Linked DNA regions of Mus musculus: region 1 is linked to region 2. Evidence: chromatin contacts called from public promoter capture Hi-C data. All regions are on one chromosome and are shown on one strand. The core of a region is the stretch at or near the end of the contact, and the rest is flanking DNA. Distances in the headings are between cores, read along the strand shown.

Region 1 (3,666 bases), core at 1,047-3,546, 140 kb before region 2:
CGGATGTGAGCAGGCTTGGGTCATGGAAGAATGTGTCAGTCAGAGAATATTGCTGTCAGTAATCATAGTCTGAAGAAAGTGCAGTCAGCAACCACGCTGCTCCCCCTCTGAAGAGACAGCAGCAAAGCAGAACACTCCACCACAGATTCTTCAGGCTCCACAGGGAGATGCTACATCAGTGGTGGAGGCAAAGTCCTATCTAATGATCCCTCCTCAGCTGATCGCCATGATTCATCTTTTGAGGTTAATCATATCACAGGATTTGGACAAGAACCTCACCAGCTCCTAATCATATCAGCACTAGTCCTTCATTATCAATGATAACAATCTTCAGCCTTGCTTCCAGGTGGATCGTAAGAGTGGCTCACAGAGGAATCGTGAGCAGGGTTAGACGCCACAGACACATGTGACAAAGGCTGCCATGACTTATTAGTCACATAGCTAGTTCACACCCCAGGGACAGAGACAGTCCTCCACTGCAGGGGTCACTCTAATAAGTCTCTTGAAGGTCCCTGCTGAATGTTAGGAGTTTCTCATTCCTGTCATCTTAAAAATGCCTCTTTCCCAGCAGCACTTCCTTGTTTGCTTCATATAATCCAGTTGTAGTTTTCTTTTGCTTTTTTAGGAACAGTCTTGTTCTGTAGACCTGGCTGGCCTAAGACTTTTTATGTAACTCAGACTGGTCTCAAACCCACAGCAATACTCTCCGGCCAGCCTGTCTCTCCTTTTCAGTACTCTACTGTACTTCCTGTTTCTGATATGTGCACTTATTCATTTCCCTGTCCTATTGAATTCCACAGTTAGCTTTTGAGTAGGCATTGCGTCTCCCTGTGGTTTTACTCAGCATTGTATCTCCAGCATCTCCAAGGGTTGTTAAAGAGGATTTTTAAAATGAAGGCAAAGTAAAGAAGGATAAGGAAACATTAACTGGGTATGGAGAAAAGCTTTTTGTATAAACCTCTCCCCAATCTTAATACTTTAAAGTTATCCCAAACTCATGAAGTAACTTTGCTTACTATTACAGGAACAGTAGTCATATGTCTGTGTGTTAGAGATCTAAGAATGATGGTAGAGGAAACCCATACTGCTCCTGGATGCATAGTTATCCTCAGCCTCCCACATGTAGGCATACGCTAGCATGTTTCATGAAAAATTTCACATACAGTCAGACAGACAGATACACACACACACACACACACACACACACACACAAAAGCGAGCGAAAGAGAGTGCAAATTTCTGTATGTTCAAAAAAATAATTCCAAAAGCAAATTTTTCAAAAATAGACAAGATGGGAAATTCTGAAGCTTATATAGTTATTATTAACTGTATTATATAAATAGCAAGAAGCCAGTAGGAATAAAAATTTGAAGTCAATAGAAAAAGAAGGAGATGAACTATCCTATAGAAGACTATATCAAAAGATGCTTAGTAGCAGATAATGGAAAAATGAAAATTAACACTACACAGAGATACCATTTGCTGTCAACATGATTGGATCAAATCATGGGGTTTAATGGTATTTTTGGATACTACTAATAGGGTACAAGAAGATCTAACCCTGGTTGGGTCACATTCTCAAAATTTCACAAGGGTACATCCCTTCAACCAATAATTATACCTTTAAAATTTGTCTCAGAGAAAAACCTGCACATCTATCATGTATGCAGCAGAGTACAGCTTGATATGATAGGAAAAATTTATCAGTGGGGACAGCAGAATGAACAGTAACATATTTATATATCAGAACACCATGCAACCAAAACAAATATGCAAAAAAATGCAGTGGTCCAGAATGATCTCCAAAACACAGTGGAGACTGTGAGATGTAGCCTGGAAGGCAGGACTGAAAACCGTGAGTGGACTGCCTCTGTGAGAGGGGAGCTGAAGGCATACCCATGACTGAAGAGGCCACCAAAAGGTCACATCAGCAATCAGCTCATGAACTGATTACATAAGGAAGCTGCTCAGGACAAACAAGGAACTGGGGGGAAAGAGACAAGAGACAAGGCTTTTCATACAGTTTTGATGAGTCTCTCTGTCTCTGTCTCTCTGTCTGTGCATGCGTGTCTATGTGTGAAGATCAGAGGTCAATAAAAGGTGTCTTCCTCCATCACTCTCAACCTATTTGACTTATTTAGAGTCTCTCGATGGACCTGGAGCTCAACCCTTTGTCTAGAGCACCTAGACATCTCCTGGGAGCCTTTTATTTCCACCTCCAGAGAGCTGGAGTAGATGTGCTTGCATGGTGCCTGGCTCTTTATGTGAGTTCTGCGGACGTGAACTCAGGGAGGCATGTTAGCATGGCAAGCAGTTTACTGGCTGAGCCCTAGTATTTACTTTTGAAATGTGACAAATATTGATCTTTCTTAGAATGGGGAACAAAATACCCATGGAGGGAGTTACAGAGACAAAGTTTGGAGCTGAGACGGAAGGAGGGACCATTCAGAGACTGCCCCACCTGGGGATCCACCCCATATACAACCACCAAACCCAGTCACTAGGCAGATTCCAACAAGAGCTTGCTGACAGGAGCCTGATATAGCTGTCTCCTGTGAGGCTCTGCCAGTGCCTAGCAAATACAGAAGTAGATGCTCACAGTCATCCATTGGACGGAACACAAGGTCACCAATGAAGGAGTTAGAGAAATACCCAGGGAGCTGAAGGGGACTGAAGCCCCATAGAAGGAACATCAATATGAACTAACCAGTAACCCCAGAGCTCCTTGGAACTATACCACTAATCAAAGAAAACACATGGTGGAACTTGTGGCTCTAGCTGTGTATGTAGCAGAGGATGGCCTAGACAGTCATCTATGGGAGGAGAGGCCCTTGGTCCTGTGAAGGTTCTATGCCCCAGTATAGGGGAATGCCAGGACCAGGAATGGGACTGGGTGGGTTAGGGAGCAGGGGGAGGGGGGAAGGGATAGGGGATTTTCAAAGGGAAAACTAGGAAAGGGGATAACATTTGAAATGTAAATAAAAAAATATCTAATAAAGAAAACCAACCAAACAAAAAACCAAAAAACAAAATCAAAAAACAAAACAAAACAAAACCCCCAAAACAAAAAAACCTAAAGAGATCTTTACTGGCTTGGTGAAGACAGGATGGTGTCTCAGCTCCAAAGGGTTCCCATCAGTCTTAGCCACTGTCAGAGCTAACATTTGGTGAGTGTGCTAAAGCTTTATTTGGCCTCGTTGGACTACAAAATACCCCCACTCATCCCCTTTCCGTTTTGTAGAATTCTATGGTGCTATAAAACAGCGGAGCCATTCTATGTCCTAAGGAATTATCAGTCAGATGCTAAGGTGACAGTAACATGCTCAGCCTGAGAGCTGGGTGAGCCCTCCTGAGCGGCCTAGGCTGATTTCTCACGGTCTGTTCTGGGTGTTGAATGAAAAACAAGGGATGTCCACTTGTTGCTATGTAAAAAGAAAACCACACTTTTTGAGGAGTTTAAGTATATGAGATTATTAAAAGTTAGTATTTCTTACTAATTAGGTAATATTTATCAAGCTTCTAAGGCACTTGTGTGATGGTTTTAGTATGTGAGAAAGGTTAATAATGTGGGCAGATTGTGACATCCAGCTGATGATGTGTATCAAGTACTTGAGGGGACCCTAAAAGAGAAATTGCCTTCACTAGCAGGTTGTAATTAATAGTCAT
Region 2 (4,139 bases), core at 531-3,030:
AATGGATTAGAAGGCAGAAAAAAATTGTTTTATTTATTTATATTTTAAAATGGTGAGTTTCTGAAAGCGAATGCAGTTGACTGTGATTTAATTTCTGTGTACCTGCTGGATTTTCCATTTTTATTATTCCTACTCCTATTCCTATCATGTCGATATTTTATTCTTAAAGCACTTTACAATTATTAATTAGTTAATTTGGTCTAAATTACATTTATGCTTTTGTTTTAAATCCATGCTACTCATAGTTATTATAAGCCTAAAATGCTATTTCGCCAGCCAATTATTCTCATCTCAAAAACAGCTTGTTGTTGATGACAGCACCTTTTCTAAGTTTTCAAAGAACATTTAATACATGGCCAGTACATACACATTATTTCTGGATGCTTTTCACATAATCTAACTGCACTTATAAAAAAGTATATCTGTTTAATATCTACATTTTATACATGAGCCTTCAACTCCTTTTATATTTCCACGCCTTTCATTTAGTTTTGAAAAAGACATTAAAGTTGTTTCTTATATCTTACAATGACCTCAAAAGTGAGGAGTCTGAGCAACATTCCAGATGAAACACACACACACACACACACACACACACACACACACACACATTTTGGTTACTATAAGAGCTAGAAGCCTAACAACAACTTCCAAACGTTCGTGTTCCTGTAGAAATCTCAACACGGACTAACTATCTAGGTCCTAATGTAAAACAGTGTTTACTTTTAAAAATCCATGCAACAGTTTCCCCACATGTGTTTGGGACACTGTTAAGACGCATCATAATTAACAGTGTTGAAAATAACAACAGATCTTTAAATCCAGTCATCGTTTTATACATAGTCACAAATATCTGAGCAAAATGAAAACTATTTTTAGGACAAAACGTTAACTTTTTCTTTTGCTGATAAAGACAAATAACTTGAGAAAACACCCTTTCCTTTTCACGACTCTCACTTTCACAATAAATGCAGCACGGAAACTAAATTCTCAACTTAGAACTATGCTGAGCTGTATAAACAACTCAGCAGACTCACAGAAACACTCCCCATCCTCTGCTTGGTCTTTCACTTCCCAGGCATACACAATCACACTTACCTGCACAAGCCTCAAACATCAGTCTATGGGTGGTTTTTTGAAATGAACTCTGTACCGATGCATTTTTCTGTGTTTCTTTCTAACCCTCGGGAATGTTAAGAATTTAGGAAGAGAGCCACAGTTTAAGAGCGCAATTATTTGCCAGTAAATACTCAATTTGCTTGTCCTGTGATTTTTCTTCTAACTTGCATATTCAATAATCCGTCCCTGACTGCGTCACGAGCACAAAAAGTCTTTTCTCTAAAGGAGAACACTTTCGCCAATCAACCTTCAGCCATGCCAGGGCACAGCTCGTCAGGGTGATTTGTTAGCTTTAATTAATAATTCCTCATGCTGGCCATTTCACAAATAACACAGTCAGAAGGCGACGCAGGATGGCTGTACTTCAGGGCGATCAAAACACAGTGGAATGGGGGTGTAGAGGAGTGGGAGAAATTCACATCTACTCAGACTCTTTCAGATTACAGTATAGAGGCCATCGCAGCTGAATTACCACACTATGTCCACCAATTTGTATTCAGATGGAAGCCATATGTTCTTCCACTTTTATCTGCTAGGGCCTCCCAGTGCCAACACCATTACTGGACAGACAACATTTACAAAGGAGGTCTCTAGCCCCGGGATTGCACAAGTTTACTGCAGGTGAAGTTGAGAAATCAGACATATACAGTACTCAGTGAGTTTGTGTAACAGCCTGGAACACAGAAGTACAAGTCGCGAGTGTCAGATTTTCTCTTGCTAGGCTGGGTGATACTGGACATTTCTGTTAGCCTTTAACAAAATCCTCAGGCCTGGACCGACCTCAAAACAGTCAAGTAACAATGGAGCGTTTGTTCAGGTAGGGCACAGTTATTGACTTCTAAGCTATGCATCGCATATTTTATTAAGGCCTAAGAATTTTGGCTGAAAAACAAAACAAAACAAAACTCTGACTTTCCCAGCTTGCTGACACAATCCACACATCTTTTCAAAGCACATCAATAACAGTGCTTGAACAAGGCACCAAAGCAGGTAGCATGTAAAGAGAAGTGAGAATTAGGAACACTGTTCCATGTGGCTCCATCACGGCGTCACTCATGAACAGCACACGGGTAGCCCTGCTCTAAAACATACACACAGTGTAAACAAGGTCGGACAACACAAAACAAAACACTAAAACAGCCAATTGCTAACAAAAAAAAAAAAAACCATTTCAACAATAAGAAATATCCCTCAAAGCAACTAGACAAGTCAGAAGCATAGCACTATGTCCATAGTTAATTTCAAAAGGCTCACAAATCCTGGAGAAAAACAAAAACACAGAGGAGATTATAGTCATGCCCCTTATCTGATGTGTGTGAAGGCAAACTCATTAATTTGTTAGATACATATTTATTGACAATCTCTTCTGTATCAGAAACTGGATAATACCAGTACTGAGAGAATAAGGGACAGGCTTTGCCTTCAAGAAGCTTATAATTTAATCACTACAGCTTAAAAGAAAACATGCACCTCTAAACAGAAAACTGTCAATGTAGCACAAACATACAAGAAAGCATGAAACAGAGCTCTTAGACATGACACATTAACTGCATCTAAAGGTAGAATTGCAGTGTCAGTGGTAGGGAAGAACATTCTACAGGCAGGCAAACCTTTGAACTTTTTTAAAAAAAACTATTACTAGAATCAGATTAACAGTTCTAGGAACTGAGGGATTTAGTGAATAGTAATTTCAGATAAATGCTTTAGATAGTAAACAGCTCAGGATTTAAAAACAAATCTATTAAGGAACAAAGTCCTTCTCAAACCATGATGACTGCCATCATCAGGATGGTATATTGCAACAATATTGGTATATCCCCAACACAGGCACAAATAAGAGTGTGCACTGTCCTTCTCTCTATCAATGCATTCCTGTTATCTCAGGCAAGTAGAGGATGTAGGCACACATCCTGTTTTCCTACTCATTTGTCTTTTGTTCACCAAATGCATACATGCATACTCTGTTTGTATTGTGTCAGAAGATAAATCATATTTGCATGGCTATTATAAGAAGGGAAACTATGTATTTACTTAGTGGTCACAGATACATTCTAGTCAGAGATCACATGCTATGTATTACAAATGATTGCAAATGATAAGGGGGTGGGGTGGGGAACGGTCTATCCTAACGTGGCATCTAGAGCTTGTAAATCCTCTTGGAAACTGGATGACATTCTCAATTCTATTGAACATTGTTTTATATCATTTTCAGAATGTAAAGAAGCACCTAGAATACCAAACTTACAAACTGGTCATACATTGCCAGTTAAAGAATTTGTATCGTTCATTTATCCATTTACTAAATATTTATCAAGCTTGTACTATCTATTCATGTAACACTTATATATAATAACAATTAAGACTATTGAGTACTTCCTATATGTTGGTAACTGATGTACAATTTTATATAAGCATATATTCAGAAAAGTATCTCATTTAATCACCAGAAGAACTGAGGTAGGTCCTATTTCAATTTTTATTTAACAGATGATGAAACTCCACAAATAGTAAACTGGATGTACACTAAAATCCTAAATATTAAGACCCCTGTAACAAATATCTACCAAAATCTTATTAAATTATAGTTGCATGTAACATATAGCAATTACAATATTTTAATAATCTAGGAAATTTAGATAGTTTTGGATTTAATAGTGAATGTAAAGGTAGCCCTACAAATAAAACTGGGATATAATACTATGGAATCTCCAGGCTAGCAGGCTGCATTAACAGAAAAAAAAAAAAAGACAGGTACATTGTGTTGGACATGGTTTCAAGTGTTTAAAGCAAGCAAGCAGACAAGCAAACAAACAAAAATAGGCAACACAATTCCTCTTTGTCCTTATTCAAACTACATTACACACACTTTTAGGAAGCAATGCAGAGAGAATCTTGAGACACAGAAAAGATGGTAGTTTAAAAAGAGAGAAGGGAGACTGCTTCACAAAGGCCTAAGCCTGAGTTCTAGCTGTATACACAGTGTCAAATTATTTCTCTTCTCTGATACTCAGTGCCCTTAC

What was found. Capture Hi-C pulls out chosen DNA fragments and counts their contacts.
Region 1: a contact with region 2 is called in a promoter capture Hi-C map of liver. The contact joins two enhancer-like sites. A contact is called at or near these places in 4 of 484 Hi-C or Micro-C datasets (embryonic stem cells, liver, muscle stem cells and 1 more) and 1 of 9 other capture datasets (liver).

Annotation. Positions count from the first base shown.
Region 1 is chr16:43,378,396-43,382,061 of GRCm38.p6, reverse strand. All of the region lies in intron 4 of Zbtb20 (zinc finger and BTB domain containing 20), which reads right to left. Among named protein-coding and RNA genes, the nearest start is that of Gm9968, 17 kb to the right of the region's middle. Within about 2 kb of position 2,296, at least 4 of the 459 cell types and tissues checked have an H3K27ac peak or open chromatin away from gene starts, as enhancers often do. A contact at or near this core is called in liver, where this site is marked.
Region 2 is chr16:43,233,037-43,237,175 of GRCm38.p6, reverse strand. The region is part of intron 3 of Zbtb20 (zinc finger and BTB domain containing 20); the gene reads right to left. Among named protein-coding and RNA genes, the nearest start is that of Gm25873, 110 kb to the right of the region's middle. Within about 2 kb of position 1,780, at least 65 of the 459 cell types and tissues checked have an H3K27ac peak or open chromatin away from gene starts, as enhancers often do. A contact at or near this core is called in liver, where this site is marked.